2 separate regions of the Zea mays genome follow, and region 2 is linked to region 1. Evidence: chromatin contacts called from public Hi-C data. All regions are on one chromosome and are shown on one strand. Each heading gives the region's core, a stretch centred on a gene start, on an enhancer-like site or on the middle of the called end of the contact. The rest is flanking DNA. Distances are from core to core; before and after follow the strand shown.

Region 1 (3,667 bases), core at 479-2,978:
CTTCTTACAGCTTCTGGCCACCAAAAGCTGCTGCGGACTGCCAAACGCTCAGCTTTTCAGCCAGCTTCTAAAAATTTCGTTGGGGCAAAAACCATCCAAAATCAACATAAACACATAATCGGTTGAGTCGTTGTAATAGTAGGAATCCGTCACTTTCTAGATCCTGAGCCCTATGAATAACTTTATCTTCCTCCACATGTAATCGTAATGATACTTAGATTCTCCCCACAGCCAGATTCTCCCAATAGCCAGATTTTTAGAAAAGCTGGTCAGAAAAAAGTTGAACCAAACAGGCCCATGACTTTATGACATGATAGGGTATGCCGTATGCCAAGAATGTAAGGAAGCAAAACAGCCACACCTAGACAAGAGAATATGCTACAATTTCAAAAGATTCAATAGGCCGTGTGGTGTACGCCATGGCATGGTATACTTGTGTTCAACACCCTATGTGGTATGCGGTCATTTGTTGATGATGAACCCATGAGTAACGAAATGTATTCAAAGAACATCAGAACGTCACAACAAGATGTGTTGTGAGGCCACTGGTGTAAAATAAGAGTTCTTACTCATGAATTTTTTAAGTTTCTACCGTCTTTTTAAAACTATACTACTAAGCATAGATAGAAAATTTGATTCATTTAATATAGGTGCAGTATATGTGCAGTGCTGTAGCAGCATTGCATGAAGAGCTAGGTGTGAGTCAAGTGGGGGTTCACAAGGGTGAATAGTGTATCGACAAAGCACCGACACGTTACTACTTCGCCACGTGCCAATAAACATATCACGATTTTTTCCTTCCCGTTCACCTTTTTATCAGAGGGAGGGGAGAGCTACTTCTATACGTTTGGAGACAAATGAATCCAGGCATGTTTCAGAATATTTTTTGCATGAGCAAGTACCATTATCAACGAAATTCAAGTGTAATCCGTGTGCAACGGGCTAGCAAAGGGGACAGGTGCAGCTGAAATTCTTTTGTGTGGAGAGAGCAAAATATAAAAATGTAGCCGGCAACATACATGGTTAGTGCAACAGATAGATAAGGTGTTTTGTTGTAATGGCAAATATCAGATTCTCTCATAAATAAGAGCATGAAATGAAATGGTTTAGTAGTTGTGTCCACATAATAATAAAGTAGAATTACGTATTATAGAGAATCACTGATGAGACGGGAAACAGGAGAAAAAGGAGAGAGAATCGTCCATCTGAGTAATAACAGTAACAATAATGAGAGAGAGAGAGGTGGTACCCGGAGCGTCCGTGAAGCCTCCGCGGTGGCAGAAGCGGCGGCTGCAGCTGGGCCATGGGTGTGCGGGGCGGGCGGCGAGAGGCAGTCGGCGACGGCCCTTCGAAGCGGCTCTGGCGGCTTGCGGGCGGAGGCAGTGGATATGGAGCCAGCGGCGGAGACAGATCGCGGCGGGCGGTGGGGCGGGACGGGTGCCCCCGCGGGCGCGGGTGTTGGCGCGGCGGGGGCATAGTGGCGCGCGCTGGAGACACGCTTGGCTCCCTCCCGGAGCGGCATGTGGGGGAGATGGAGCGATCTCGGCTCTCAGAGATGGACGGGTTCCCTCCCGGCCCTGGAGAAGGAGACCAAGGAAGGGAAACCCTAGGTCAGGTGTCTAGCTAGGTCTTCCTCCTGTGGGCTTTGGGGTGGTGCGGTGGGCGTCGTCGGCATTCGGGTGGATGTTCAAATTATTGAGAAACTGCGTGTAGCAGATCTAGATTCCCGAACCCTTCCATCAGCGTTGAGGCGTGAACAAGACGTCCGAATTTTTTTTTATTTTTTGCAATTTAGATCTTTTTCGAAACAAATTTAACTTTAGACGTATATATAACTTAATGTTATTTTTGGATCTTTTTCTTTGCGCCGTAAACCACGCCGTCGAGATAACACGTCTCCGCTCATTGAAAGACTCTCCATAGTGCGCTGACATCTACATGGCTGAGCTCGTGTCAACAGGTGCAACCACCTGTAGCCGCTGGCTGCATGCATGTACGGGCTTTTATTCGTACAAATGCATGTACGGGCGTGAGATGAATACGATTCTCACTTTTACCACTAGCTTAGTTCAGTTATAGAATATGTATTTTCTTAATACATTTATTTAGATATATAAATTCTAGTACTGTTTATTATAAATTTGATTTTACTTAAAATGAGTTGTTCGAAATATTATTTTCCTTGATATATAATGATCTTTGAACGAAGGTCAGAAAGTACATACCTTCTTCATCTCAGCAAACAAGTATAAATGGATACAAAAGAATACAAATAATAACGAAATATCAATAGATTATTTATATTCTCCCTTTTATTCATGAATAAATGTTCATAATATTCATATTACATTAATACCTTCGGCTTGTTAGAAGGTGAAAATGCGAGAGTGACGCAAGAATGATTACAGTCCAGCCTAAACAGTACGATGTTACTGTTCATCTATTTATAGGCACGGGACACAGCCCGGACAAAATTACATTCATGTTCCTGACTCTTACTGTTAACAATAAGGCAAGTCATCAAGGGTTAGGTAGTCTTTTCTCCTTTAAGTCGGTTCTACCTCCCACCTTCGTCATCGTGATAAGCCGAAGCTTCTTCGGCCATAGTTTCGACGCCCGTTTATCCTGCTCCTGGGTTGTATCTCCATATCACGCATGCTTTCGTCCCAAAGTCGAAGCCTCCTGTATCAGTCTATGTTACACTAAAAAACATATTAGTCACGTTTTTTAGGACCTTCGGAAGAGGAAGGCCCCCAACAGTAGTCCCTCGCAGTATTAACTTGTTTCTGTATTAACACATTCAGACTGCGACGTGAACGAAGTCTTTTAGCCGAAGGTCCGAAAAAACATCTTCCCTTCGCTAGAATAGTGAAAGTCAATGACATGTAGGGTGATAGAAGACGCGACCCGATCTTCTGTGAGATACGATAACTTGATTGAGTGGAGATCTCGACGTTGATGATTCAAGGCTCCGAGCGAACGGTTCCTCGCAATCACTACACCATGGCTCCGTTGGTTATCACCCGTGACACACGAATGACCTCACCACGAAGGCTTATCCCTGCAAGCGCAATCAAGAACACAAGCAAGAACAGAAAAGAAACGCAACCAAAATTGTATTGATTATGGGATGGGGTCTCACAAACCGATGACGACCATAATGTTCGATGATAGAATTAATCTAAGTGTTCGACACCAAAAAGAGAGGGCGGACGGTCCACGCGTGCGCAGAACAGATTAGGGTTCCGAGTTTTTTGCTGTGTTTGTTGGCTAGATTCTCGGAATTAGCTCGGGAAGTTTGTTTGTAAAGGGTCCAGTCCCCCTCCTCTATAAATAGAGAGGTATACGACCGATTTGTAATAATCAATCGAATCAATACAACTTCTATTTCGCATTTATTTCCAGTACAATTAGGAGTAGTTCTAGTTTAGCCTCTCGATCCCCAAATTCTTCGCTTCTCTTCGACTATACGTCAATTAGAGGAGTCTAGGTCGGTCGGTCCGAGCCTAGACAACTCCTAGGATCTCTCCTCCCCGATGGGGTCCCTCCCGGGAGCGAGATCCAGGCGCCGCCGGTGATCTTCCGCCGCCCCTGCGTACGCGCGGACCGTTCGGCCGTCAGGCAGGAGCCCCAGCCTTGCACCAGGCCGCGGACCGTCCGGCCCCTG
Region 2 (3,667 bases), core at 390-2,889, 340 kb before region 1:
TAAACCTAGATTTTTTTAGAAGCATCAGTAATGATTTCATTCGGATCTAAGAAGTCAACAAAACCCTTCAAACTGCGCTTTTGTAATTTCAGAATCTGCATAAACCACTGCTAATTGTCTAACAATCACACTGCGACATACAGTGTTGAAGAATATGCAAGTATCCAAACACGTGGATTGGAAAAAAGAAATATATCATGAAAACTGAATACCACAAACGGTACGGTATAATCAGTAATTACATCTACCTTTTAGTTGATTTGATATGGCATTCATGCATTCATCTCTTGTAGACCTACGGTCCATAGCCAAGTGTCTAAGATGTTCATTTGTTGCAGTGGTGTTTGAAATCGACTCAGTCATGAACTTGTGTTTTGACCTTCTGCTTGCTTGGACTGCAGGGGAGAAACCTTCCATGAGCTGAGGTTGACAAAGAAACCAGGATGGTAGTATGGAACCAACAACCAAGCAATAGAAATAAGGGAAATTTGGATCCATACCATTAAAAGATCACCACTTTGGATCCATACCATTACTATCTCACTTACATGTGGGTCCACATGAGTCAATGACATGTGGGGTCCATGGTATATATCTAAAGTTTGGATCTTTTAATGGTATATATCTAATTGTTCCTAGAAATAACAGAAAATTGGCACAAGCAGAATACCGTTAGCATGTATAAGACAAACAAAATGAAATGGAGATAGACAATGGTAGAAATAGTTATCCAATGCAGCATACCGTTAGAAGAATGATAATATATTTCACTATAATTATATAATAAATGGAGAAGATTGAAAAGCACATGGAAATGAGGAAATGCTTGTGCAGTTGTGCTCACCGGAGAGGGCCTGTGCTAGATCTGATTCTAATTTCCTGAGGTGTTGTTTTTGTTCGCTGAGTTTTGCTGCCAATCCAAAACACACACACACACACACAGAGAGAGAGAGAGAGAGAGAGAGAGATGAGTAAAGTAATTTTGCAAATAATAATGAGCTTAAACAAGCATATAGATAAGATGCTAATGGCAAATGTTGTACTAAAAGGCAACGGCCAAAGCTGTTTGCCAAATTGATGAGTGGTAGATGAATTGAGCGACGGCCACCTCGAGAGAACACCTTTATCAAGAAATGAGTACTAGTACTAGGCAGGTGCTTGATTACTTGCCTACTTGGATCTGCCACTGAGTGAGATCTCAGCACAAGGCCAACATAGTAGGCGGGGCTGTGCCAGGCAGAATCGAGCTGCCTGGTTGACTAGTTTTAGGAGCCTCGGTGGTGGATTGGATGCTGGCTTCCCACGGAAACACTAACCCTACCGGACCTGGCTGATCCATTATGCTAACTAAACCAAAGATTGGAGAGGAGGGCGAAGCCAAAGCCGAAGGGGGAAAAAAGAGGCGAGTAGTAGAAGTAGGGGGCCAAGAGTTTGATATGCCTCGGTTGGAGACGGTCTGGTTGGCGATGGAGCGCGCCTCGAGGAGGGCGGCGCTGAAGGCGGAGGAGGCGGCGGCGGCGCGGTCCCGGGAGTCGGTGATCCGGCGCTCGATGGCGGCTCGCTTGTCCTTCATCCTCCGGCGCAGATCGGCGGCGGCGTCCTCCGCCATGGCTGCAGCGTGGACGGCGGTAGACATTGGAGAAGCGGAGGGGCTGGGGAAACCTGGACTGACTGGATTTCAAATTTCTTTTGGTGGGGAAAAAGGAGAAAACCACGTCATCATCCAACCTCGTTCCGTTGTTTCTTGGATTGGGCTGGGCATGGCGCCTAAATGGGCCAAAATGTGAAACATGAAGGAAAGCCTTGAGAGCTTGTAGTTGGTTACGGGCACGCACATTTAATCCGTAGCACTCCTTTTATTTTTTTTATTTTTTCAAATGTAAGAAATCAATTCTTATATTGACCTCATCAAAACAACTATTAAGTTCTTGACTAATTTTACGATGACTTGACCTTACATAAGGCACAATTATTCTCCATGACAAAAACTTGGACACCATGTTTGTTGGCCTTTTGAAGGGATCCACTAGACCTTAATCCTTACACTAGCTAGATGCCCGTGCGTTGCAACGAGAATATATAATACCAGTATACTACGATAACTTATATACAAAATATGTGTTATATTGTTATGAGAAAATGTTTCATAATCAATTTGTGATCCTAGCCATACATAAATTTTGTTATTTTAATCTAGTTATTTCACCACTACATTGCAACCATCAGTATCATGCAGACTTCGATATATACCACGATTTGTATGGTCTCATCATTGGAGAGCAAGTTCCACACATGCCGGAAAAATTCCCTCGTACATCGTTAGTCATCAGACACGCACCACCATATGCTCTTGCTTAAACAAAAAGGTAAGTGTGTATGTGTTTGCGAAGAGAATTAAAGGCAGGCCGGCACAAAAGCTACCCTGACGGTGGCGAGGATGACGAACTGGTCACTGTTGTCGATCCTCCTCTGTGTCACCTCTGGTGCCAAGATGACGCCACAATCCTCGATATAGTAGTCGTCGAACGCACGCGACATGACGAGTACTGATGACTCTTGGTTGGGCTATCAAACGAAGTGCACCCCGGGCTCATCAGCGAGGTAGTACCCCTGGTCGTTGCATCACCGGATGCGCTATTCCACTACATACATCATGTTCGAGGACACTCACACAACGTCAGCAACGTCCATCGTCCCAGCGCACAAGAATTCATGTCCGGTCAGTAGCGACTTACGTGGCAGGTTGGGCTTCAGGTGGACGATGAGCTGGACGGCTTGATGGCGTCGTCGTCGGATGTGGTGTCCAGAACAACCCGAGAGTCGTCGACGTTGGCGACAACCATAAGGCCCCCCTGCTTAACGATGGATAGCGCGGTGCAGCTGCTCTGGACCGCGTCCAAGCGGCGGCTTCGCGGGAGCTTGTCGTACACAGCGGCGCATGCGACCACGTAAGACTGCTTTTAGAGGTCGAACTGACAGTCGTCAAGCTTCTTCTCGTCATCGATGAGCGACGACAACGCGAGTGCCTCTTGCTCATGGAGTTTGTTCGGGGTTTGAAGTAGGAAACATGGATTCATGCTTGGCGTTGGTTTATGAAAATGACTCACAAGTATGATCCATGGAAAAAAAATATTACGAAGAAAAAATTTCACACATGCAAAAAATGGAATTTAAGTATAATGCATTATTCAAACAAAAGAAATAGCATGCAAAGCTCTTCTTTAAATAATATTACCTCCATCCAAAAATATAATTCAAGAATATCGGTGATACTTATCTACTACTACGCATTGTGCAATGGTAGTAAGTGAGCTTGGAGAGAGATGTAGTAGATGTGTTTCATGATGTAGACATAAACACATATAGGTGGGTGCCCGTGCGTTGCAACGGAAACATTTAATATCATGATAACTTATGAACAAATGTGTGTTATACTGTTATGTGAAAATGTTTCGTAATTAATTTGTGATCTTAGCCATACATAAATTTTGTTATTTCAATCTAACTATTTCATCACTACATTGCAACCAACAGTACCGTGCAGACTTCTATACATGATAGTTGAATGCACGTGCGTTGGAACAGGAATATATAATACCAGTATACTACGATAACTTATATACAAAATATGTGTTATACCGTTATGAGAAAATGTTTCATAATCAAT

Evidence for each region. Hi-C and Micro-C count contacts between places; a contact is called where the count stands out from the background.
Region 2: a Hi-C map of endosperm shows a contact between it and region 1, with 2.4 times the contacts expected there. The contact joins the promoter of LOC100216610 here to the promoter of LOC103650684 in region 1. A contact is called at or near these places in 5 of 25 Hi-C or Micro-C datasets (ear, endosperm, leaf and 1 more).

What each region holds. Positions count from the first base shown.
Region 1 is chr3:146,079,863-146,083,529 of Zm-B73-REFERENCE-NAM-5.0, reverse strand. It overlaps LOC103650684, which reads right to left and starts at 1,728. Exons shown (of 18, transcript XM_008676247.2): 1 at 1,250-1,728. The coding sequence starts at 1,522.
Region 2 is chr3:146,421,576-146,425,242 of Zm-B73-REFERENCE-NAM-5.0, reverse strand. LOC100216610 reads right to left here and starts at 1,639. Exons shown (of 6, transcript NM_001143023.1): 1 at 1,441-1,639; 2 at 845-910; 3 at 249-395. The coding sequence starts at 1,636.